Linked DNA regions of Arachis hypogaea: region 1 is linked to region 2. The links are chromatin contacts, called in public Hi-C maps. All regions are on one chromosome and are shown on one strand. Each heading gives the region's core, a stretch centred on a gene start, on an enhancer-like site or on the middle of the called end of the contact. The rest is flanking DNA. Distances are from core to core; before and after follow the strand shown.

Region 1 (6,100 bases), core at 407-2,906, 33 kb after region 2:
TTTGTTCTGTTCCTAAAACTGTTCCCAAACTAAAGCTTGGTCAAGGTAATTACTTGGAGTTGGTTTTGAGAAGTGAAAATACTTTTCAAGTTTAGATTTCGAGATAGTAGAGGAACTTGGTGAAGTGGTGAATATGTGAAGTTCATGGCCTCTTTTTGCAAGAGCAATATGGATAATCATAGCATGGCATTCAAGCCCTCCGACATGAGATCCCTGAGGCCATCTCTTAACAAAGAGTGCAATCTTGAGAAGCTTTGAAGGTGGCTTTGATGAGAAGATAAGGTGGTTCCGTGCAAAAGGGTATGAGAGGAGGTTGATGATGGTTTGGTTTTGCTTTTCTTCTATTACTCTTAGATGGTATGGTGAGAAATAGCAGTGGTTCCACGAGTGGAATATGATGACAGAACAGAAAACGAAGTGGTAATGACGGTGGTGGTGATAGTGATGGCAGTGGTGATGGCAGTAGTTGAGGATGAAAGTGGTGGTAAGGTTTGGGATTGGGTGAGTAGTGGTGTGGAGTAAAATTCGAGGTTAGACTTAGGTTACATTAGAGGGTAGTTTGGAAATTTTATTTAATATTTTAGGATTTGGATAATTTTTTCTGTAAAAACCCATCTTTCATGGGTATAACTTTAATTTTTGTCTTTCATGGGTAGAAATGTTAGCATCCAAATCTTTCATGGTTAGAAATGGCAATTTACTCGCCAAAATATCCTACCACTTCCACATCGCATTTTGGATTCAATTGCCTACGAATACCTACTTCTTCGAGTCACTCTACCCGATCTCAGTGCCCCTCTCTCTCTCTCTCTCTCTCTCTCTCTCTCTCTCTCTCTCTCTCTCTCTCTCTCTCTCTCTCTCTCTCTCTCTCTCTCTCTCTCTCTCTCTCTCTCTGACCGTTGTTTATCCACCAATAGCATCTGCCGTCGCCTAATATCTCTGTTACTGGCATCGCAACGAACGCTGTCTCCTACAAAAATTTAGGTATGCAGTGTTGTTCTTCATGTTATATTAGTGGTTCTTTCGAGTTAATACTCAAAATGGTCCCTAAACTTGCAGTCGAGTTTCAATGTCGTTTCTGAACTTAAAATTGCCCCAAATTTGTCCTTGAACTTAACAACGGTCGTTCGTGAGATACTTTCCGATGACGGAAAGATGACGTGGTTGGACGGAAGCCATGCTGCACTGGTAAAACATCGTTGTATCATTTTTTGCGCCGAAATAGATACTTTACGATATCGTTTATGTTCTATTTGGGTGCAAAAAATGAAACGACGATGTTTTACCAGTGCAGCGTGGCTTCCATCCAACCACGTTATCATTTTGTCATCGGAAAGTATATCATGAACGATCGTTGTTAAGTTTAGGGGCAAATTTAGGGCAATTTTAAGTTCAGAAATTATATTGAGGTTCAACTACAAGTTCAAGGACCACTTTGAGTACTAACTCAGCTCTTTCTAAGGGTGTTAGAAGAAATTAGTTTAATCAAACTGAAGTAAAATAACCAAATTGAGATCACAATTTTTATAAAACCAAACTATAAAAAAACTGGTTTCTAAGTTGAATGAATGTCAAAAATCTAAATATCGATGATTCTAAAAATCGGATTGAACCGATCTATTTGATCAATCTAATCACGAATCAGGTGCTAATGCAGTTTGGTTCAATATCAAAAACCATTTTTTTTTTTTAAAAAAGGGCTAAAAATAATTGAATCTGCCAGAAATTGGCCGGTCGGATTGAATCAGGACCCGGTCGGTTTTCTTGAAGCGACGTGGTTTCGTTTTTAAGAAAAAGAACGCGCCAGTATCTCTTCGGTCCTCACCCAGTCACCCCTCTGCGCTGCAGTCCCCCACCCCCAAATCACAACCCTAGGTCACAAAAGTCTTCCCCACCGCCGCAGGGCGTGAGAATCAGCGCCACCGCCCATTGCTCTCAGTCACCTTGAAACCTTCAACCAAGCTTCCCTCTCTCAAAGAAAGAAAAAAAGGTGACCAACCCTAGCCTCCATTGTTGCCGTCGTTCTTCTCACCGCCGCCGTCCCGCCGTTCTTCGCCAGCTTCTTTTCTTCGCGCGTAGCCAGCTTCTTTGCCTGGTCCAGTTTCGTCGTCTGTTGCATCGCCACTGCCGCCAGCTTCTCCACGTCACATTGTTGCTCCCTCTCCTCCCTACTCTGCTCGTTCGAAGACCACCGAAGGTTAGTTAATTTTTCTTGCTTAATTTTTTTGTTTTTAATCAGTTGTTTATAAGAAAATGTGATTGGTTAATTTAGTTTTTAATGTGTTTAGAATGATTTAGTAAAAAAAAAATAGTTAATTTTGTGTATGTTTGTGAACTCTGGTTGATTAAGTCCGTTACGGGCTTACTTCTTGATGATAAATTGATACTGATTCTTGTGATAAATTGATACGGGCTTGTTGAATTGATGCTTAGTGAATTTACTGGAATTAAGTTACGCCATGGTTTCTGTAGGAGAAGCATTATATCTCTACTACTATCCGTGTTCTCTTTTTAATTACAATTTGATTTCATCATATGTGGGGTTTTGTGGCCATTCCTTTGCAAAATCATAAAAGAAGTTTTGTAATTAATCATTATTGGAAACAAAAATAAATGTCACTTTGGTTTTTTATTAGCGATTTTGCTATCAACATATTATTTCCGTTAATAAATCTTTGGAATTGAATTACAGGTTTCTTAATTCTTATAGGAGTTAGTTTCTTAATCTTGTGCTTAGATTGTAACTGTTAATTTCAGTTATGGATGATAATATAAATCAAGAAGCATTTGCTCATAATAATAATATTTTCTGCCAATCAAGAAGCATTTGCTTAGATTGTGACTATCTTCCATTTTTTCTCTTCCAATATGCTCTGTTGAGACTGTTTTCTGCCTCAGTCATTATATGCTGAATGTTTTCATTATTCTCTTCCAATTGGGGATTGTATTCTTTTCCATTTTTTCTCTTCCATTATGCTCTGTTCACCACACAGGAGATTTGTGCAGTTGGGTGTGGTCAGGTATGATTATTATTTTGTTTTATTTTATTTTTCAATTTGATGATATCTTTGATCTTTGTTGCCTGTGTTGGTGTTTGTTGATGGCCTGGAGTTTTGAGCTGTTTGTTAGATATGAGTTTAGATTGTGATAAATTTTGATAATTATTGTGTTTTGAGAAGGTTTGGTTTAGTGATTAGGTTGAGCTTAATTGCAAAAGAGGTCTTGCTACTCAGTTGTAAGGATTGTATAGTATTAATTATAATTGCATTTTGTTTGAACTTATTAACTTATTAAATGATTAGGTTGACTTATTGAATAGTATTCATTGATTGGAATTGCATTTTGCTTTAGATGGTGATGATTTTTCTTATGGAATGACTAAGTTTGTATTAGACTACAAGTATGTACTAGGATGTTTATTTATAATTTATTTATTATTTTATTATAAAACGGTTTTTCCGGTTGGACTACGATTGAACTGATTGGACCAGTAAACCAGTGAACCAGTGATCGGAGTGGTTTGATGACCGGTCCGATTTTTAGAACCTTGCAAACATAAAAAACCTCCATGATGCTACGGTGCACCATTACAAACGGCTAAACCCTAGCACACCACTTCGGCCCTAGCTTTCGTTGCTTACTTCCGGATTGGAGAGCATTAGGAACGGTCTCCGCGTTCTGTATTTCTTAGTTTCGTTTAATTATACACATTAGTCTCCAGCAAGAACAAGTTTCAAATCATGGTTTAAAGCTGCTGCAAGTGCAATATGATTTTGGCATTCAAGTTATTATTTTATCTTGTACAGTTTTGTATGCAGTTCATCCATATTTTCTTTGTTTATTTTCTTTTTCTATTTGCCATTCATTACCCTTGTCCTATCTTTATGTTTTAATAGAATTGGAACCAGGGGAGACAGCCATCTTACATCTGGGTATGCTCCATTTCGTTCAAAGCTTCTACCTTTCGTGGATGATCACTGTTTTAGAAAGCTAGGTACTGCTGCTGCATAAACAGTAAGAATCTCACTTCTTCAGGTTTTTGTAGCCTCTTGATTTTGTTTTTAACTTCTTCATGCTTGGTGATTTGTTCAACTCAAACTCCCCGATTCAAATGTTTGACAAATTAAATAATTGACATCAGTGCTTGGGCCTTAAATAATAAGTAATATGTAGTGTGTAAAGGTATTTGTAATGTGATTATATTTTCCTGTGGTCCGCTGAAATGAATAAGAATGTTGAAGAATAAAATGATGTAGTAGCATCATCAGGACACTAATTAATTTCTGGGCATATATATAGCATGAAATATATTGAAATGTTAAGAATAATAATAAGGACAAAAGAACACAGTGGAGTCTTAAATATATTGAAATATTTAAGAATGCCAAAATATGGATGATTCCCTATGCACTTGAAACTTGTGTTGATATATAATTTATTTTCCAGAATCAAGGAGTTGACTACAAATTTGTTACTAATTCTTCTCATGATTTTAATTACAATTCGGGACTTCCATCCATACTTGATCAACTTTGAAGGTGAAGTGAAGTAAAATATCTCAAATTTGACAACTTGAGGGTTCTGACTTCTGGGAGAGGGAGAGGGAGAGGGAGAGGGAGAGGGAGAGAGAGAGAGAGAGAGGGAGGAGGGAGGGAGGGGGAGGGGAGGGAGAGGGAGAGGGGGAGAGAGAGAGAACTTGTTATGTGAAAAAAACAGCTTGGTTTAGTGCGGTTTCAGTCCAGTTTATGAAAAAAAACTGAACCATGAACACCCCTAGTTCTTTTTCCTGCTAGAACCTATATTTGTGTCTCTTGTTTTCTAATTTCTATTTACTCTTGGTATGGTGAAGAGGAACGCACAGAAGAGACTCCTTTTCCCTTTTTCCCACTCAGATTTCCAATGGTGGATCCTTCTAGAACCATCGAGGTAGAGAAGTTGATCTCCTGGTGCGACGACCTCGTCAAGATCCTATCGGATCGGCACGACATCGACAACCTTGCTCTATGTCTCCGACGCACTACTTCCCTCTCTTCCACCTGCAATTCCGACCTCAACCATGTCCGCAACTTGCTCCAAGGTCTTTTTCATTCCTCCAATTTTTGTTGTTCTATTTAACTCATCTGGTGCCGCGATTTTGTTCCATTTTAGTAGGTACTATTCGAATTTTGCAATGCAATGGTAGAAAGAGAAAAGGTGGGAATTTGAGAATTTTATTTTGTTCAAAAAATTCATTTTATGATGATGAGGGGTAAGTACATTGGTTATTTGGTTACCTCGGATGTTGTAGCTGCTAATGTTGCAACTTTGATGAAGATGTTGATCTTCAATTTCTGGTATCAACTCACAAGTCTTTCTTATGATTTTGAACATTTCAACAATATCATAAATATAATTCATTTAAAAGCAGAGCAGAAGTTTTAAGCAATGTCTTTCTATTTTACAAAGCTAGCAAATTTGCCTCTATGGTTTACTTATATATAACATAAGTTCAGTCTAAATTATGACAATCTTACATGGAAAGGTGCAAGTTCCTTAGATTTTATAATCTTTGCCTCTGATTCACTCATTAGTAGGTTTAATATGTACTTGTGCCTTCTTTGTGATTGAAGAAAGAACTCCATTACAACCAATTCTATTTTATATCTGCCCATTTGAATTCAAGTTATCTATTTCATGATAATTATGATGAGTGGGCCTTCTAGCTGTATGGTTGACTAGTTTGTATGCGAATCAGATTGTCAGAAAAAGATAGATGCATGCAAGCAGAAAAAAGAGGAAGCTAGATGTGAGAGTGCTTCTGATGCAGAACTAGACCTTCTTCAGAGAGAGCTGGATGAGGAACTTGAGAAAGAGAACTTTCTGAAAGAGGAATTTAGATAAGTGTCTAGATGTTTTCATATTTCTAATTGTGTATTCGTGTGTGCGTGTTTTTCTCGTGATTGCCGACTTTCTGGATGACATATCTTCTTAGTTCTTACCATCTATTTTGATTCAACACAACCATTGGGGTTGAGTTTAATGAACTAATGCAGCAGCAAAATTCTGTCCAAGAGCGAAAGAAGGCTTTATTGAAAATTGACAAAGATAAGCGAAGGAAAGA
Region 2 (6,215 bases), core at 1,000-3,499:
TGTAATTAATCACTGGAATCAATTTTATTGTAGAATACTGCAGGTTGGTACATGATTAGTGAAAAGCCATTAGTTAGATTCAATTTAACTTCTGCCAGTTTATTATTTTACCATTTTGTCAGTAACAGCGATGATTGAACATAATTCTGCAATAAAGAATAACCCAATTTGATATTTGATCTCAAGATTCTATTTTAGCCAATGTTCATCAATAAATTTATTTAGAAGTGAAACTAGAAAAAACGATATAGTGTTGACTTAAGGGAAAAGAAACCAAAAGAAAGAAATGAAACATTTTCATTGACTAACAATCCCCATTATTGTTATTATTGTTGTAGAAGAATTGTTGTTTTGTTAAATGTATGGCTTTTGTTCTGCTGTTGTGTTGTGTTGCTTAGATTTGATAGCATAAGGGTGGGGGTGTTAGAGATGATGACTTTGTTGTGTTTGGTCCTCTGATTTTGGCTGTGTTTGTGTGTATGTTGTATGCTGAACTGCTCTGGGGTCTTCCCACCCTGACTGCCGTTCTTGGGTTTTGGTGAATGGTGAGTGTTGATGTATCAAATTTAAAAAAAAGAAAAAAGTGAGTGGAATTGTTGTTGTTCTGGTTTACTAAAGTTTTTGCTATTGCCTACTAGTTCTTGCTGGTTGCTGCATTCTTGCCAATTGCCATGCTTGCTGTGTCTTTTTTGCAATTTGTTAATTTGTTAGCTTGTTAATCACTTAATTGCTGTTGTGTTAGATGTTATTAACTCTTTTGCTATGTTGCTATTGACTTATTACTCATTGCTACTCCCTAGTTGTTTTTACTGATCCTTACTTTGTTATTATTGTGTTAATTTAATTGTTCTTGTTATTAGATTTTTTGTGGTTGATTATTAAAAAATTGAAGGAAGCTAGTACCCTTAGGTGTGGTTCCTCTAAAAATCAGAACCAATCAAGAAGTAACATTGCTAAGATGTGGACCCTTCGGTGTGGTTCCTCTAAAAATTATGTGTAGTCTTCTACATTCTCAATTGGTTTCTACATAGTTCATGATTCTAGTGTCATTGTAGCACTATTATTGTTACTCATAACTTGAGCTTTACAAATCATAGTCACAAACCTGAGACATAAGGCTTTCATGTACAAATAAACTTTATGGCCATGACATGCTATGACATGCATGCACATTAATGTTCATTTTGTGAACATTATGCCAAATGTGTCCTGCTTGGGTCTTCATATTTTATCTTCTTCTTCTTCTTGATTGTTTTGTTTTTATGAACCATGTTAATTTGAGCCATATGATAAACTATTGCAGCATGCCAAATATCTAACTGCCTGGTTCACAGAATTTCTTCTTTACACTAATACCCTTTTATTCGGTCATGGCTAATGAGTAGAGGACAAATGCTGGTAGTGCGGGTTGAGAATTTTGATTTTTCATTTTTCATTTTTGTTACGCAAGGTGTAATTGGGCTTTGTCATTTCCCACTTACGGTCTTAGTGTGCTTTCTTAGCTTTCTACCAACTTTTTCATATGCCTAGATATTTAATGTTGATCATGATTTTAAGTTTTTGGAAACTTTTCTCCTCAACTTATATAATTGAACTAATTTTTATGGTTGACTCAGAATCTCTTAATTTTAATATATTTTTTGAGTTATTTCGTTAGCTTGGTAACAATTGGTGATATGTTTAAAATTAGTTTTTGAGATTAAGCTAAATCAACTTAACTGTATATATTTAACACCATTAATGTTTAACCCTGTTTATCCTTTTCATTACATTCTTGACTATAGTAACTGGCATTCCTTGTCTTTGCTAATAGTTAATATAAAGACATTAAACCAAACTAAAAGGTATGTAGCATAGATCTAGTATGCTAAATCAAGTTACTAGATAGAGTATTGGTGCATTTGACCTAATCTCTTGGTTGTCTTGTTTAATGTGTGTTTCTCATTCTTTTGGGGTGCTTACCGATTTTATTTGGTGGTTTATGTTTTATGTGTGTGAGTTTCGTTCCTTTTCCTGAGTTTTTGGACTACGCTATTGAGTGTTGACTTAATGTATTTTTCTTATTGGGTTTTTTCCCGACATTTTTTCTTTTTTCTGGTTACTTTTTCCTCTTATTTTTTGTAACAAAAGTAAAAAAATAAAAAAAAAGTAAAATTGAATAAATAATGAAATAAATAATACTGGTTAGATATGATTATGCTATACATATCAACTTTGCACATCTTTAATTAGCGGACACATGCCAGTGAAATTTGTGTCAAAAGCCAAAATGATGGCTTGGTTTTTTGCTATTGATAATGTGTCAATAATGTCCATAAAGTGGGGCTTGCAGTTTTTATTTAAATTTTCTATGCCAAGTGTCACCAATGTCAGCTAGCTTTATACTCATGTGATAAAGATTTAGTTTGCAACAAATATTTAATACATTTGATTGGATGAAAATTAGGCGAGTGCAATTATTGCCCCCATTAATTGCGGACTTGACTGACTTATATAAACAGAGCCAACCTCTAACCAAAGGAGGCCATCAAAGAAGCAAAGCTCATTTTTTGAAGTTATATATATCTATTGTAGTAAGAGTAAAATTCATTGTGAGTGACATATATTGAAGATTTGTATTTGTATTTGCTTGTGGTTTGTAATATTATTGACATCTCTGTTATTTGATTTAGAATCCAAGATGGTGCTGTCCAAATTTAAAGTGGAAAAATTTGACGGGTCCAACGATTTTAGCTTATGGAAACTGAAGGTACAAGCATTGTTGGTTCTACAAGGTTCAGAAACAGCATTAGAGGGTAAAGAAAAACTATAATCTGCATTATCTCCCGAAAAGAAAGAGGAGCTAATGGTCAAAGCATGGAATACTATAAGGTCATGCTTAGCAAATAATGTTCTGCGAGAGGTTACGGAAATGAAGACTCCTGATTCACTATGGAAGGCTTTGGAAGAAAAATATTCCGCAAATACTTTGTCTCACAAATTGCATCAATGGGAGCGAATGTGCACGTTCAAATACCTGGAAGAAAAGTCAATGCAAAATCACATAGAAGAATTTGATCGAATGATATCCGATGTTAGAGCAGCTGGAATAAAAGTGTGAGATATTGATCAAGTTGCGAGTTTGTTGAATACAATACCTCCATCCTATGATGATTTTTGTGATACCATACTCTATGGTAGGTCTGACATCTCAAAGATGTTAAAGAGGAATTGATGATAAAAGAGCAACATAAATTAGAATTTGAATCCAACAATGGCAAGTGTACAAACAGGTTGTTTGTGATGAGAGGTTGTAGTAAAAAAGATCGGAAAGCAAGAGCAAGACAGGATCAAAGTCCCAAAAGCATAAATTGGTGACATGTTACCATTGTCACCTAACGGGGCAATCAGAAAATTCTAGCAACATAATCATTGAAAGTTTTCATGATACGGATACTGGTTTTGCCTTATCTGCGTTCCTGAATGATCATGTAAATGAGTAGCTATGTTTACTTTTTTCATAAGTTATTTATTTATTTTTGGGAGTAATAATGGGTATTTTCTGTCATTTGAGTTTTGACGACTCTCTCAATTTCAGTCCTCTGTTTTTGGGGTTTTGCTATATGTTGTGAAATAATTAGTGGATGTCTGAATGCTAAATCAAAGAATTGTTAGTGACTTGTGATTTGTATATGCTCTAATAATTTTGCAAGCCAACTTTCGGTGCCACTTTGTTTTATCATTGCAATCGTTTGGTCTTGAGTTATTCTATTATAGGTTGGTGAATTATTTTATAAATAGAGCTTGGAAAGCTTTCGGATGTACCAAAAACACAAGTGACCAGGGTTAAAAGGAGTTTGGAAGGAAAGAAGGTGGAGTCAAAGGCGAAAAAAATCTGCCATGTTCACATGATGATGAATGAGAAGAGGGTGGGTATCACCTAAAAAATGGTATTCGAGAATCCATGAAGATGATCATGTGGAATTATCGGAATTTGAAAAAATTTTTGACAATTCACAATATTAAAGGTTGTGTTCAACCCATTCTCTCAAGGTGGTGTTTTTATGTGAAACAAAAATTACAGCCTTGCCTGTGGAGAGAATTCTTGGAGGTGCAGGTTTTAAGAATTTCATTTGTGTTGATCCAAGAGGGTTGGCAAGAGGTTTAGTAGTGATATGGAAGTAGGGATGGCAACACTACCCGAACCCACGGGTACCAACCCCATCCCTATCCGTTCGGAGCGGATAATTACCCGCACCTGCACCGGGGCAGGTTTTAACGGGGTGGGGCGGGGTCGGGTTTAGGTTAAACCCGCCCCTACCCGCCCCGTTATATATAATAGATATATAAATATATATTTTTAATATATAATATATGTAATATATATAAAATAATTAGTAAAATGATTAATAATATTGTATCATATTTAAATTTTTACTTTAATTTATGTTATGTATATAAATAATAGTTATATAATTTTTAAAATTTTATTTTATTTTTTGGATTTAATAATTATAGGGGCGGGTACCTACAGGGCGGGTTAGGGTTTAACATTTTACTACCCGCGGATAGAGGCGGGGCGGGTTCAATGCGGGTTTTTGTTGAACGGGACGGGGTCGGGTAGAGCAAAAACCCGCCCCTATCCGCCCTATTGCCACCCCTATATGGAAGGAAGGGAAGAAAATACAGATTATGCAATATGAAGACTACTTAGTACATTTTAAATCGGATGACTCTATGGGCTTGAAGTCATGGGATGTGATGGGAGTTTACTTGTACACTAATGAGATATAAAGAGAAACACAATTTAGCCAAATTCTAAATATCATGGCTAACACAGGTAAACACTGTTTAAGTATTAGTGACTTTAATCCTGTAACTACTTACCATGAAAAGGAAGGAGAAAGGATGAAATCTGCTACTTCCATTTAAATTTTTTTAAATTTTATCAAAAATGAAAGACTAGTTGATTTGGGGTTTGAAGGAAAGAAATTTACTTGGAGTAATAGACAATTTGATGGTAAGCTAATCCAAAAGAGACTAGACAGGGGGTTGGCCTCGGTTCAATGGAGAGAAGACTCTTGATAAACCATAATTTTATGGTTTATTTTTTATTGAATTGAGTGGATTTTGTCAACTCTTGTCACACTTATTCACATAAATTGCATGTTTTTAAGATTTCTTCCTAATTATGCTTCATAGTTCAAAATATACTTCTTAGGCCCTAAAAATGCTAATTCTTAACCAGGTGGAGCAGTCAACCGACGCGTACGCTTGACCAGGTGGAGCAGTCAACCGACGCGTACGCGTGACAAGCGGCACGTGCCTCACTAAAGGGAATACGCTGGGTGCGATTTTAAACCTCCTGTTGGCGCAGTTTCAAGCCCATTCTGCAGATTAGAGGCTGGGAGTGAAGGAGAATGAGACACACATGCCATTAGCTTAGTTTTTAGATGGGGAGAGAATTCGAGAGAGAGAGGCTCTCTTCTCTCTCAAGGTTTTAGGGTTTCTTAGTTTAATTTCTTTTTAGATTTAGGTTTCAATCTTATTTTAATTTAGTTTTCTTTACTTTTTATTGTTCTAGTATCCTAGTTTATCTACTTCTCTTCTTAATTCTTCCATGTTGCTAATTTTAGTTCATGAACTCTTTTGTTAATCTCAATTTTCTTTTTATGCAATTTTATGCTTTCATGTCTTTTGATGTTTTCTTTCGTTGTTGTCAATGATTTCTTGCTTGGATTAGTTATGGTTTTTATTAATTCTTGCATTATATGATGTTTACCTTTATTGTACTCTAGGTGTTTGATGAAATATTTCTTTTAGCCATGGATTAGATTTTTCTATTCTTGACTCGAATTGGTAACTTGGGTAACCTTAAGTTACTAATGTCCATATGATTGATAATTTATTTACATTGACACTAGTCTTCACTAAATTAATTAGTGAGTGGCTAGGACTTCTGGATTAGGATCAATTGAGCTCACTTGACTTTTCTCCAATTTTGGGATGACAAAGTGGGAGTGATATTTACAATTATCATATTGTGGTTGGTAACAAGGTAGTGATCCTTAACCATCAACCATTGCCAAGACCTTTTTACCATTTGATTTCCTTTCCTTTGTTAGTTAATTGCCATTTATTTTCTAGTCATTTACACTTCTTGTCAATTGCTATCTCACCCCCGATTTCCCTTATATCCAATAATTGAGGACTTGATTGCAATTTCTAGAGAGAAT

Evidence for each region. Hi-C and Micro-C count contacts between places; a contact is called where the count stands out from the background.
Region 1: a contact with region 2 is called in a Hi-C map of leaf, with 2.1 times the contacts expected there. The contact joins the promoter of LOC112797081 here to the enhancer-like site in region 2. A contact is called at or near these places in 3 of 8 Hi-C or Micro-C datasets (leaf and an unstated tissue).

The regions. Positions count from the first base shown.
Region 1 is chr4:102,445,506-102,451,605 of arahy.Tifrunner.gnm2.J5K5, forward strand. LOC112797081 (kinetochore protein SPC24 homolog) reads left to right here and starts at 1,657. Exons shown (of 7, transcript XM_025839838.3): 1 at 1,657-2,197; 2 at 3,897-4,014; 3 at 4,850-5,077; 4 at 5,735-5,876; 5 at 5,999-6,100. The coding sequence starts at 4,900.
Region 2 is chr4:102,411,667-102,417,881 of arahy.Tifrunner.gnm2.J5K5, forward strand. It overlaps the pseudogene LOC112797080. Among protein-coding and RNA genes, the nearest start is that of LOC112797081, 32 kb to the right of the region's middle. Within about 2 kb of position 2,250, at least 1 of the 3 cell types and tissues checked has open chromatin away from gene starts, as enhancers often do.